Regions from separate parts of the Mus musculus genome. Here region 2 is linked to region 1. Evidence: chromatin contacts called from public promoter capture Hi-C data. All regions are on one chromosome and are shown on one strand. The core of a region is the stretch at or near the end of the contact, and the rest is flanking DNA. Distances in the headings are between cores, read along the strand shown. Region 1 holds the start of Dnmt3a (DNA methyltransferase 3A). Region 2 holds the start of Itsn2 (intersectin 2).

Region 1 (6,940 bases), core at 2,118-4,617:
GGGTCCACCCATCTGAAAGGTAAGGCTCTGTGTGCCTTATCTAGCTCCCTGAGATGGAAATCTTGAGGGAATCTGGGAAGTAACTTGGGTCTGGGGGCGTGGGGGTGGAGGAGAGCTGAACTCTCCAGGTGCTCTCTCAACGGAGGCCTACATGCAGGCAATAACCACTGGACTAACCAGCAACTGAAGGGCTAGGACAGAATGCATCCTAGGAGAGAGTAGGGAGCCTGTCTAGTAGCCTTCCTCATGGGCACCACTAATGTCGAATGAACGGAACACTCAGAAGAAGGCAGATCACCTTCAGTTCCTCCCACCCAGAGAGGCTGGACAAGGATCCTTCAGCTCCATCTTGTCCGTTGCTGGCTTGTGGGAAAGAATGGGGGACCGGGCATGGAACTGATGGTGAACTACCTTTAGGGACCCAGGGACATACAACAGCTTGGACTGGGGACAACCCTTGCAAGTTACCCACACACACATTTCCACACAGTACATTCAGGAGAGCACCAAGTGGAGAGGCTTCAGGGAAGCTGTGGTTTCCATCCTCTGCAGTCAGACCTGACAGATCAACACGTCATCTCTCCCCTCTCTGCCAAAGCCCACCCCTGGCAGCCCCTACCTTCTCCATGACCACTACCGTGGAGGGAAAACATACCACTCTAGCCCTATTCTGGGTCTGAAATTCCACCAGGAAAATCAGAGCCATAGAATTTCAAAGTTGGAATGGGCCTGCAAGCTGCATCCAACCCCCACCCCACAGAGGAATCCTGCCTGCAGACACCCTGACAAATGGCCATTGGCGGCCTCTCTTGGGCTCCTCCACTGTGGAAAGCAGACCTTGAGTCTAAAGGGAACACACCTTTCCTCAGGTTAGGCTCCTGGCGAACACCGGAGAGGCTGGGCCAAGTAACAAGAAAAAGTTTGGGCCACCAGGAGCACACGAATCAGGAGCTGCAGATCTGATGGGGGAAGGGTGCAAAGATAAAGCATGGAGGGGGGGGGGGAGGAGTGCGGGGGGGGGGGGGCTCTGAGAGGCAGCAGGGCCTAGAGAAGGAGGCCACAGGGAAGGGGGAGGAAGGTGCCAGACCTATGACATAAGTTGGCTTGGGGGCCCCTACCTGGACACACACACACACACACCACTCTTCGACAGAATTACCTGTCAATAACAGCTCCACAAGGGCCTTAATGGACCCCAGAGGCAGAGGGGACAAGTCAGCTTGCCCCCAAAGCCCACAGGAACTTACACAACCCAACTATCCAAAAGCAAGTGACTGCTCTAACTACCTGCAAATGGCCCCTGTCTGCACAGAGGATAGCCCAAAGAGGGTCTGCCAGGCTGCTGGGCTTTCCAAATCCCACAGGTCAGTCCTAACACCCCAGCAACGCAAGAATAGCTCCCCAGGCTGCAGCTGTCACATCTGCCTGGGAGGGAGGAGGCACAGTGGAGTAGCACCTGATCCCAGAATCCCTGCACAGCCTGCCCAGGAGGAGGTTCAGCCGCTGGCAGCTCAGGGTGAAACATGAAGACTGAACTGTCCCCGGGGATGCTGATGGCAGTCTCTGGGCACTGCAGTGAGGGGCAAGCTGGGTCACTCGGCCGAAGATACTCCTCCCCAAGGCTCCTGTCCCCTCTGGTTTGAGAGGGGGCAGTTATGCAGTCCCTAGCCCGCCCTTCCTCCCCAGCCCTACGCAGGTCAGAACTGCCCAGCTGGGTGCAAGACGCCATCTTAGGTCAAGGTGCAGCCACAGAAGGCTCCCCCTGGGAGCCCGGGAAGGGAGCTCTGAGAACCCAGTGGGAGCCTTCTCTCACCCAGGGTGTCCACACCTACTCAGCTGGCCTTGCAGGAAAAGAGGAGAGGAGGGGATGCAGAGACAGGGGGAGAGCAACTACTGAGTGGGGAGCGAAGGGAGAGGGTGCCCCCAAGAAGGCAGGCTCCAGGAAAGCAAAATGAAGTTTGGCAGCCATAGGGCTGCGGGCCCCGCGAAGAGGGGTTGGGGGAGGCTGGGGGCGGGCCCTGGACGCACGCCAGCTCGGTCCGCGCCAACGAGGGAGGGCAAGACGGCGTGGAGTAGGGAGTCCGGGTGAGGGCAGGACACGGACCGCGGCCGGAGCCGCTCGGAGGCTCGGGTGTCTCCTGAGGTGAGGGCAACATGGGGACTGAGACCCCCGATCCGCAGCCTCGGCGAGGCCTCGTCCTTCACTGTGCAGATGCGAAGCTTTCAAGGACACGTCTACACCGGCCCGGCGGGGGTGCGTGTGAGTGTATGCAAGGGGAGTCTGCCTCAGGGGGCGACCCCGGCATCCCCACCGGAGACATTTCCAGCCTTGCTGCTCCCGCCCCCGCACCTTCTAGTCCCCCGCGGCCCGGCCCGGGGATCCTCGCCCACTCCCGCCCCGCCCCCATACTGCGGCGCCGCCGCCGCCACCACCACCCCGCTCCCACGGCCCGCAGCGGGGGCAGGGAGGAGCCGGGCGCGACGCCCCCCCCTCCACGCCGTTCCGCCTGGCCTCCGCGGGAGCGTGCGCCCCCGAGCGGGCACGCTCCCCACGCGCGCGCCCCTCCCAGGCCCGCCGGCGCCCCGCACCCCCAAGCCACAGGTGGCCGCGGGAAGATCGCGACGCCGCGCTCCCCGGCGCGGGCCCCGGCCGCCCCTGGGCCCTGCCGGGGGCCTCCAGGGTCCCCCCCGCCGCGCGGAGCCTGCAGGCCCGGGGGAGGGGCGGGGCGGGCGCGGGGCCCGGGTCGTGCCAGGCTGCCATTTTCTGCCGTGGCCACGGCGCTCCCCGGCCGCCCGCGCCCCCTCCCCCTCCTCTCCCCTCCCGCCGCCCGATTCCCGGTCCCGTCCGCACTCCGCAGCGCACGGCCGCAGGCCCCGACCGGGCCCCCGGGCGGGGGCAGAGCCCGGAAGGCGGAGGCGGCGGGGCCCTGCGGCAGCGCGCGTCGGGCGGCGCGCAGGCCGGCGGAGGCCCCCCGCGGCATTGTACGGACTTGAACTTGAGCCCGGGCCGGGCGGGGGCGCCGAGGGGCGTCCGCGGCGGAGGCGGCGCGCAGAAGAGGAGCGGCGGGCGAGCGGCGGGGACATAAACAAACCCTCGGCCCGGGCGGTCCGCGCTCTCAGCACCGCGCGCCGAGTTGCGGGGTCCGAGCCGCGCTCCCCACCGCCTTGCTGTGCCCTCCCGCCCGCCCGCCCTCTCAGCTCCCGGGCCGCAGGCCGTGCTGGTTACCGTGTGGCCCGGCGGGTCGGGCGGCCCGGCTCGCCCTGCTGCCGCGGCGCCGCGTCCCGGCTCGTCCTCTGCTCGCGCCGCCGCCCGCGCCGCCTCCCGGCCCGCCCGCTGCCTGCCGCGCTCCCTCCCTCCGTCGCTGTCGCGCTCCCTCTCTCCGCCTCCTCCGCCGGGTCCCCCCCGCCCGCCTCTTCTCTCCGCCTTCCTCCTTCCCTCCCTCCGGCCGCCCGCCGCCCAGGCCTCCGCCCGCCGCTCGCCCCCCGTGGCCGCGCTGGCTCTGGCCCCGGCGCTGCGGAGCCGCCCGGGAGGCAACCCCGGGGGCCCCGGGGCGCCGCGGCGGGAGCTATCCGAGCCGCGGACGGTCCTAGCGCCCCCGGCGGGAGGAGCGGGTTCGGGACCCCGCCGCGCCCCGACTGCGGCGCTCCGGGCCGGGCACCCTGCCGGAGCTGCGATCTCGGCCGCCCTGTGCCCCTCGGGTGGTCCCCCGGCCGCAACCTCCCCACCTTGCGGCGCCCCTCTACCTGGCGCGGCTTCTGCGCTGGGTCCCCGCATCCAGCACTGGTCGTAGGGACAGCTGCCCCTCCTCTCCCGGGCCGGTGTCAAGTGCCTGCCCCCCCCCGTCCCCCCCCCTCGCCGCCCGCGGAGCCCCCGGCGGCCTTCGCCCTGCAGTTCTCCCGACCTCCACCAGAGCCCACTGCGCTTTGCGCGCCTCAGCACTGGGGCTGGGGACAGCAGCGCCTGCTCAGCCGCGTCGCCACCCACAGCCAGGTGCCGCGGTGGCCAGACGGCTGCACAGGGCCAAGGTCGGAGCGCCTGGCGCCTCGAGGCCATCCTAGAGCATCGAGCACCGCCACGGAGTGGGCTCCCTAGAAGGCAGTAAGCTTTCCGTACCTTGAGGTGTCCAAAAAGAGTTGGATGCCCTCAGGTGGGCTCTGGAAAGATCTGAAGAGGTGGAAGGTTGAACTAAATGACATTGAAGGCCTGCCTCTTCCAGCTGCAAGATTCTCTGCAGACGGGCACTAGACCTGGCTCCCTCAGTGTGGGGGTGCTCTCAGGGCTCCGGGTCTGTAGTGCTCACCTCTCCAGCTACCATCACTGGAGCTTGGCACTGAATCCCCTGACTCCCAGCCTCCTTGTCAGGCTCCTCCCTCCTGTCACTGGACAGCACCATCCATCCAGCCCTTCAGTGCCCCAGTGTCCTGAGTTGCATCTCCCACACCCACGGCACACTTATTTGCAGACCCTCAATGCTGAAGCAGGTTCCCATAGAACACGCCCCACCTAGAACACTTCACCCCATTTGAGGATCAAAGGGACAGTTGCCTAATTCATTGAAATACAGAACCACCCTTTCCTATTTGCAGGGCACATTTACACTTCAGTCTTCCCTACCCCAAAGCAACTGTCCTGACCTTTCCTAATAGCACTCAATATCGCACCCCCACCCTCCACTACTGGTGTTCATTTCTGCCACCCATAGTCTTTCACCTGGCCAGTTCTTAGGACTCGTCATGCCCTGTGAGGACAAGGACACCGTTTGCCTTCAATACAGCTCAGCACCTGTACATGCTACGTCCTCATAAATGTTGGTTGAATGACTGTATGAACTGCAGGCTTCCTGTATCCAAATCCATAGCCCTCCAAATGATGCTCCCAGCTTGACTAAGGACAAGACCATTTTAGAGAAAGGCCTCGACTTCAAGAGTTATATGGCACTACCTCTAAAGAGTAGCCACCAGCCACCAAACACTTCCATCTGTCGAGTGACTTGTACTGCTCCAACTTTTCAGTGAAGAAACCCATGCTTGGACTGGGGATGGAACTTGGTGGGAGAGCATTTGCCTGGTAACCTCCAAGTCTTGGGTTCAGGATTTAACACCACAAACAAAAAGCTCACCATGAGGCTGGAGAGACTGGCTCAGCAGTCCAAAGCACTGGCTGCTATTCCAGAGGACCTGGGTGTAGTTCTCAGCACCCACATGCCAGTTCACAACTGACTATTAACTTCAGATCCAGGGGATGTGGCAGGGATATGGTACACAGGAGCAAGAAAAACATGCTTATGCACAATTTTTAAAAGCCATCCAGGCTTAACCCTGAGTTGGGAAGTGGCAGAGCAAGAGTTAAGTCCAGGTTCATTTGACTCAGGTCAGCATATTACAGTGGGAAGAAGCCAAAACTGACCAAATGAGAGAGCCAAATGTAAGTCTGTATTCAGTACTGATGGTGCTGTCATGGGGAGCCATGACAGCATGGGATGTCTGTGATGCTCATGTAGTCAGGCCCACAGCAACTGTCAGGGGACTTGGGACCAGTGTGTAGCAGTTGCAGGGCGTCACCGTTGGCTCGAGACACCAACACTGCGTCTTTGGTCCAGCGAGGAAGCACATCAGTGCTGGGTGCTGCTGAGACGGGCTTGACCTTGAGGCTCTGTCACAGTTGGAATAAGAAGCATCCCTCTAGATAGGCTCACACATTAATGGGCAGGCCCTTTAAAGGGCTGGCCCTCTGCAGGTGGTGGGCTTTTGTTGTTGTTTTGTGGGGTTTGGTTTTGTTATTATTGTTGGGTTATTTTTGAGACAGAGTCTCTGTTATGTAGCCTTGGCTGTCCTGAAACTCATCTTGAGACTAGGCTGGTCTCAAACGCATAGAGATCCATCTGTCTCTGCCTCTCAGCGCTGGGACCAAAGGTGTGTGCCACCACACCCAGTGTTGTGGTACTGTTTTGAGAGGTTCTGGAAGCTGCGGGAAGTGGGGCCTGGCTGGGTGACCTAGGCCACTGAGTACCTTTTCTTGGGGGATATCCCTTGCCTCTCTCTGTCCCTTGCCCTGCTTCCTGACTGCTCCTCCAGCCCCCACCCCCACCATCTGCACCTGCCACCATAGTATTCTGCCTCACAGCCGGCCCCAGGAGCATGGCCCGGGACTAAACCCTCAGGAACTGTGAGCCCAAGGATGTATTTCCCCGATCAGACTGGTCTTGTGACATATTTTGTCACAAAAAGGGAAGCAGTGAGCACAGGCTTCTACACCCCCTACTTTGGTCCTAGACATTTTGGACAGAGGATGCAGCATCCATTCCAATAGAGAAGGTTATCCCCATGGTACCTACTCCCATATCTCAGTGCCATATCTCAGTGGCTTAAAAACACCAAGTTCTAGGGTGGTTTGGTGACTCTCCCAAAAGCCAAATGCAGTATCACCATGTATCTCTGAAATCCCAGCGTTAGGTATATATCTAAAAGGACAGAAAGCAAGCTGGGTGTGGAGGCATACGTCTGTAATCCCAGTTCTCGGGAGGCAGAGGCAGGAGGATGGCCAGGTCTACATGGTGAGGTTTGGGGTAGCTTGAGCTACATATGCAGACTCTGTCTCACACAAACAGGGTAAAAAGAGGGAGCTTGTAGAGTTTGTGCAACAACACTTCTAACTATTTGCAGTAGCCGCAAATGGGAGCAACCTGAATGTCCACCTACCAACAGATGAATGGATAACCATAATGTCTTACCATATATGCAGTGGCATATTACAGAGGCTTGAAAGGGAAGCAACACGGATGAACCAGTCACAGACACCAAGGTTGCATGGTTCTATTTACATGAGGTGCCTAGAGTAGTCAAATCTGTGAACATAAAATAGAATCTTAGCTACCTGGGTCTGGATGGGGAGCATGGCAGAGTGTTTAACTGCTAGAGCATCATCCTGAAAATGAATGCT
Region 2 (6,940 bases), core at 2,932-5,431, 790 kb before region 1:
GCTAAATGAACTCCAAAGATCAGGTTCAGGGGAGCACTACCAGAAAAGGCTTACAGCTGCCCAAATCTAATCCAAAGGTTCTTAACTCCTCCAGCACCCCACACTACCCAGTCTGCGAACCTGTGCAACACTGTAGGAATCAGTACGGTGAAAGGCGTTAGTGAGTCTTAGGCCAGAATCACTGGGATGAAGGGGGAGGGGGAGGAAAGCTCAATACAGGTAGGCTCCGCAGCAATGGAAAACCTAAAGGGGAGAAATTTTCCCTTCTACCACTTGGATGTTCAGATGCTAATAAAAATGGTTTAAAGAAATAATACTGCTTTGTATTCCTAAGTGGTCCACACCATTCTTGGCAAATATGATTAATACTGACAGTTAACTTGACAAAATCTACAACAACCTAGGAGGAAAGCCTTTGGACATGCCTATGCAGGATTGTCTAGATTAGATGAACTGAAGTGGGAAGACTCACCCTGAATGCGGACCGCTATTCCACGGACTTCACACAAAGGCAACAGCTAGGAGACGGTATCCATCTCTGCTTCCTGACTGCAGATGCGTTGTGACTACCTGTCTCATTCTCTCACTGTGATGGACTGTACCCTCAAACCGTGTGTCAAAATGTTCCTCAAGTTGCTTCTTGTCAAATATTTTGTCATAGAAACAAGAAAAGTAACTAACAGGAAATTGTCACTAATCTTTGAGGTAATTACCTATAATCCCTAAGGATTATTTCATGAACACTAAAAAGCAATGCCCCAAATGTTACATAAATTACAAAATGTATTAACTTGTTCTACCTGGTTCTTATATTAAAGCAGTCATTTTACAAATGCACAAAAACATATTAGATGGAAGACTAAGAAAGGAGGACAGAGAACACAGAAAGAAAATGGCAAAGCAAAGGCTGTTCCCGTCCTAATGACAAGTACAAAGCCTTGCCTATTTAGATCTCTCACGTTTGTTCTCTCTCAACACTAGCCTCTTCCAAGTTAAGTCCACTTCGAGCTGCAAAGAATTTAACTATCTGAGTCCAAAGGCACTGAAGTGATGATCCAAAGTAGTAGAAATGAAGGGAACTACAGAGGAAGACTCTTGTAATGCATTTTTTAGCCTTCTCATATGGCTCATTTTGATGTTGATTAAAAACTGAACACCAAAAGAAAAGGCTATTTTCTACAGTAATTAGAATAAATCACAAACCTAAGAGAGACAGCACCACAGAGAGGACGACAGACTAATTAGCTTGAGATTTCTCACTGAAGGAAGCAGGCTGGGATGATAGCAGGTAACACTTACTGGGCACTTATGCTAGGCACAGCAACTAAGCACTTTATATTACATACAACACTATGAAATGGGGACTATCATTATCCCTGTTTTAAAGATGAAGAAGAAACAGAAATTGGAGAATTAAAGAAACTTGCTTAAGGTCATACAACTATTTGGAACTAGAGCTGAGGTAGGAGGTCTAACTAGAGAGCCTATACTTTTATCCAACAGAGTTGTAAACATGTACTCAATTTTTATTAAACCAGACCTTTCCTCAAATGAATATGCATTGACCATGAAAAGGATTCAGAAAACATAAGCCAGGTGGTTAAATACAACAAATTAAGTGTCTCCCATCTGGTAGTAACTCCCTGATTGTCCGCCATAATCACAGTTGAATAGCTGTACAGTAAATAACAGAGTTTTATTCAGTGTCTTGATATGGCTGACAGTATATAACAACGTTATTTAGTGTCTTCATATGGCTGTGAAACTGCCCTTTAATTGAACCTCTCAAAACACTGCAAATGAAATACGTTGCACTCTTAGAGTTATGAAAATACATTATTTCTCGGTCTATTCACTGTTATTTCTGTTCAGTTTCCTCCCCCATTTCCTCTGTGCCTCATATCCTTTAAGCCCCATTCAGTTCCTCTTTCTCAAGAATACCTACATGCACGTTCTACCCCGGAGGGTGTGTCAATGTGCAACCACTGTAAAAGAGCCAAGTATAAATACATTTTAGATGTATGTTCAGCTTTAGATCTATGCAATTGCAGAAAGAGCTTAGGTGCTGAAGTTAAAAGAATTCTAAACTGAAACAAGACACTTGTTCTTACTAGCTCCGAGACCTAGAGCAGTCAGTTAAAAGTTAACATTTTACTTATCTATCTGATGGGAGGACATTACTTACAAGGCCTTCATGTGCTTTAAATAAGTATATAAAACACTGAGCATAGTGTTTTATATACTTATTTAAATATAATATTAGTAAGTGCTCTATAAATGACCACCATGGGAGATACACTGTGATACTAAAGGAAGTTTAGTGGGTGATGCACAATACATATTTTTTTATCAGAAGGATGGAACTCTGTGAAACTCTAGATTGAAGATGAATCAAAACTAAATATCTTGAGATTTCATGCCCCTGGTAGCAGACAGCATGCTGAGAATATGTAAAATGGTCGTTTTACTCCTTAATACACACACACACACACACACACACACACCTCTAAAATTTCTAAGATTATATAAAAAAATGTCCACTTTGTATAGGATAAAATGACCAAAATAAATTCTTGAAAAATTCTCTAAGTTTGGGCAAAAGGTGTGTGTTACTCTGTTTTTGTAAAAATGCATTTTTAAAGTACAAATCCAATCCCCTGAATGTACATATCTCCTCACACTCAGGAAATATCGGGATTTGAGCCTTTGGATATGTTGAACATTTTTTTAACTTCGTTAAATGGTTACCAGCATTACTTGGAACAGCAGCAGCACACCAGTCATAAGAATAACCGCCAACGTAATGGCAAGCACATAACTGAATTTTGCAGGCCTCCCATCAACTTGTATAAATGTTGTAGGCCATGTTTCTAGATTGCTTTTAGGTTTTAGCACTGGATGACAATACAGCAAACCGTGAAAGGGAAGTTAGCAATTTCTCAAAGGCTTAAGCACCTAGTTTGGCCTCCAGTCTGTACTACCTAAACTAAGCTAACAACACAAAATTCCAAGTGACACCTTGCGTCCCCTGAGGAAGTAGGAAACGCCGTGAAACAGACAAGAAGCACGGAGTACGGCAGTAATTTCTGTGTCAACTTGAATTCCTATTGTAAAGTAGCTGGGTCTATCCAAAATGTTCCTGTTCGTTATGAATGCAAGTTTCAAATGAGTGTATTTGCCACGGACAATCACTGAATAACACAGAGCATGACCAATACCTGCAAACAGTGTCTTTCAGCAGAATGAAACTTGCAGCCTCGGTTTACCTACTCACTATGCACTTGTAGGTGCCTCTTCTCCCTTAAATAAGCAGTGAACTTTGGCTACAGAGACTCCTCGCTGTGCTTCCTATATATACCCTAGAAATGCATAATGCAGAAGTCAGCGCTTAACAGTTCTCAACTTTAGCTGTTATAACGCGAGCAGTGGACGCCAAGCATCCGCCCACTGTCCTCTCGTGACTCCGGCTACTTTGACGCACCGGGATGCGGCTCACCTGACACTCTGCAGCAACCCTGACCAAGGAGGAAAAAGAAAAGAAAGGAAGAAAGAAAGAAAAGAAAAGTCAACTAAGCCAAAATAAAATAGGTCCCCAAGGCAACGCGCACCCAGCCCAGATGCCCCTAAGGAAAGCCCGGAACCCGGTCGCCACCAGCGATAGGCGGAGGCCGTCACCTGCCAAGCGAGGCCGCGGCAAGGGGCCCGGGCTTCCCGGCCTCTGAGAGGAGCGGCCCGCCCGCCCCGCGGCGGAGGCAGGAACCCCGGGGCCGGAGGTTTCCGCCCGGCACGGCCGTCCTCGGCCGGGGCCTAGGGCGGGGGCCGCACGCGCTTCCGAGGACTGAACCCGGCGGTGCGCGGCGCGCAGCCCCCTCTGCCCGGCCCGTGGAACCCCGGGGGCGGCGGCGGCCGCACCTGCCCCGCGCCCCTCGGCCGCGCCGACGGGCGGCTTCACCCACCTGGCGCCTCGCGCACGTCCCGGCGCGACCCCGCGCGCTCCTCGACACCGGCGCGTGGGCGCGGCCAAGCTCCGGGAAGACCCTGCCGTGCCGCGGCCGCCGCCGCCGGGTCAGTCGTCAGGCCGGCCGCAGCGAACCTGTTGCGCAGCCTGTCACGGCTGCTGGGCTCTCAGCCGGCGCCGCCTCAGCCCCACAACAACATGGCGGCCGCGGCCTCCGCAGGAAGCCGGGGGGCGGGGAGGCGAGCGACGGGCGGGCAGTGACGGCCCGCCCGCCTAGCCGCGGGACACCTACTCCTCACCGTGGGGAGCGTGACACTGCGTGGCGCTCCTCCTCGCCCCCGGAACCGTGGAAGGCGTGGGCCGAAATGCTTCTCCTCCCGCCAGGTCCCGAAGCTCCGCGGCTGACAGCCCTTCCAGGAGCTGCCAAGACCCCCCACCTGGCTCCTCCTCTTCGAGGTGACTTGCCGGGGACTGGGTGGGACATTTCCTGCCACAGGACCCTAAGGTTTTGGAAAGGGCCAAGAGATGTCCAGGACATCCCCGTTGGACCACACATGGAGCTTGCTGTCTCTCAAGCTGGAACCTTCTTATTCACTGAAGGTCTCTTCGTTAACATGTGAGCAAGCCTTTCCTGAGAATGGGGAAGTTAGAGGTGCAAAGGAGTTGCCTCCACCTTTGCTGCAGATCCTTCTCAAGGACTCTCCTTAAAGGATTTTACCACACCCAAGAGTTAGCTGTCCATTCACCATCACACACACACACACACACACAGAGAGAGAGAGAGAGAGAGAGAAAGAGAGAGAGACAGAGACACAGAGACAGAGACAGAGACAGAGACTGAGAAAAAGCATCCCTCTGTTCACACACAAGAGCAAGCTCATGACAGACAGGAAGACCGTCCCGGACTTTTCTGCTTGCAGAAGCTAAACATCCTTACCCATCTAATAGGAGAAACTCATACTTAGAACTTATTTCTATTCTGTGGTTTCCTCACTCAAATCACCATTCTTTATCTGCTGTTTGACAGAGGCAACAGCACCCCCTGGACAAAAAAAAAGCTTTCTTAAGGTTGAGGATGAGGAAATGATGGTCCCTAATGGGCAAAATGGGAGTGTAAGGTTTCCATGGAAGGAAGTGTACTGAGATGCAAAACTCATAACGTAAACTGGTGCGTGCCTGTAACCCCTGCACACAGAGAACGAGTCGCATCAGTCTGACTGCTGAGAAGGATTGTGAATTTGAGGTCAGTCTAGGCTATATAAAAATTGTTTTTTAAAAATCCCATAAATAAATGGATGTTTTCAAACATTAGTATCCCTATGATTTCAATTGAAATGTGAGAGATATGTGTAGATCAGATGACCCCAGGCTTCACTGACCCCTGTTGGGGCTGATGCAGATAGAAAGTCTGACTTGAAAGAGATTGCGGAGATGCTCAGGGCCAACTGAACTGGACAACCAACTCTTAGGAGGAATTTAGCAAACATTGATGGTGATAAACAGGGTTTTCTTGCTCTCACGGTGTTTTCTTAACTCTTCAATTAGCCCTTGGCTTGCATTTTGGTGTTCGGGACTTGGTAACATTCACCTTGCCTTCTTTCTGTTGAGGTTGCTGGATCCTTGAGAGGAGGGCGGTGGGACGCAGGTGCATTTAAAGGCCTCCCTTGAAGAAACTGCAGAGCTATCAGAAATTGGAGTTCTGTATGTCTGCCTGCAGTATCCCAAACACTAAGTCAACAACTTGGGATTTTTTTTGTTTGGTTTTAGGGTTTTTTTTTGGGGGGGGGGGATGGTCTCTCTGTATAGCCTTGGCTGTCTTAGAACTCTCTTTGTAGACCAGGCTGGCCTCAGAGTCACAGTGATCTGCCTGCCTTTGTCTCCCAAGTGCTGATAATTCCAGTTTCTATTCAGAACTTGAGATCAATCTATCCTGTCACAATGTAGAGTATGAGGGCCTCCTCTAGCCTAGCTTCTCTTATACATACATATGCGATTCTGGAATAAATCTGGACTTACTTAGTGGATATAAGTAATGAGGGAAGAAAAGAAATGAAGGATTCTCAGATTGCTGGGCAGGCCTTGCTAACAGTAGTTCTTTCTGTTCAGCAAGCTAAATGGAATTTTGGAGGCTGGCAAACACAGAAGCAACCCAAGAAATGTTCTTGCTGCCTTTAGATCTTTCTTTCCCTACTTATGCAAAAACAGTCCTTTTTGTCGTTTTTGATTTTTGTTTTTAGGCTTGCAAAACCCTTCTTCTCTCCTTGTGTCTTCTTTAGCCAAATACCAGAGCACTCAGTGTCCAGCAAAAACTTCAGCACCTGAAATAGTCAGTCATTTCTCTCCACCCAGAATTCTCGTCATCCTCAGTCTTTAGGAATTTATGATTCAGGTAGGTGATGTAGCAACCCTCCCAGTTCATTCCTCCATTCATGGGCTGGTCTTGAAACTCTACCTGTGAATTCCCTCAGAATTTCCCAGATCTGACTGTCATTTGTTTACCTCTAGCATGGACTGTAGATGAATAACAAGCCCTACCTAATTCAGAGACGTTCTGTCAATTCCCTAAAAGATTAGTAGTTGGTGTAGCGTGAAAAGCTTAGGGAGCAGGGAAGTAAACTATGCATATCATATTTCTCCCTTTCTGCCAAATCTAGGATAGGCTCTTAGGCCATTACTATAAACCAAGGTTTTACCATGGGGACCCCTAACCACAAGCTCTTTTCCTTTCATGCTCCTTCCAGCCTTATAGATCCTGTTTTTAAAGACCCCATTCTTCATCCAAAAACCTCCCAGCCTGTCTTCAAAAGAAGACTATGATGGTAAGGACAGGCTAGAATAGACAGAAGGAAAATATGCAGATTTCAACCATAGTGTAAGGTAAATATTATATAGGAAACTGTGTGAACCAGGGGCTTGTCTTTTACATAAGACCTTTACCACTAATAGACTGCCTATGGCAATGCTATGTATAACCTTAGTTTT

The links. Promoter capture Hi-C pulls out the DNA fragments that hold promoters and counts their contacts.
Region 2: a contact with region 1 is called in a promoter capture Hi-C map of pre-B cells, with 3 times the contacts expected there. The contact joins the promoter of Itsn2 here to the promoter of Dnmt3a in region 1. A contact is called at or near these places in 4 of 39 promoter capture datasets (frontonasal cranial neural crest, liver and pre-B cells).

Annotation. Positions count from the first base shown.
Region 1 is chr12:3,803,407-3,810,346 of GRCm38.p6, reverse strand. Dnmt3a (DNA methyltransferase 3A) reads right to left here and starts at 3,367. Exons shown (of 23, transcript NM_007872.4): 1 at 3,227-3,367.
Region 2 is chr12:4,590,249-4,597,188 of GRCm38.p6, reverse strand. It overlaps Itsn2 (intersectin 2), which reads right to left and starts at 4,181. Exons shown (of 40, transcript NM_001198968.2): 1 at 3,957-4,181. It overlaps Gm3625 (predicted gene 3625), which reads left to right and starts at 3,458. Exons shown (of 1, transcript NR_169069.1): 1 at 3,458-6,940.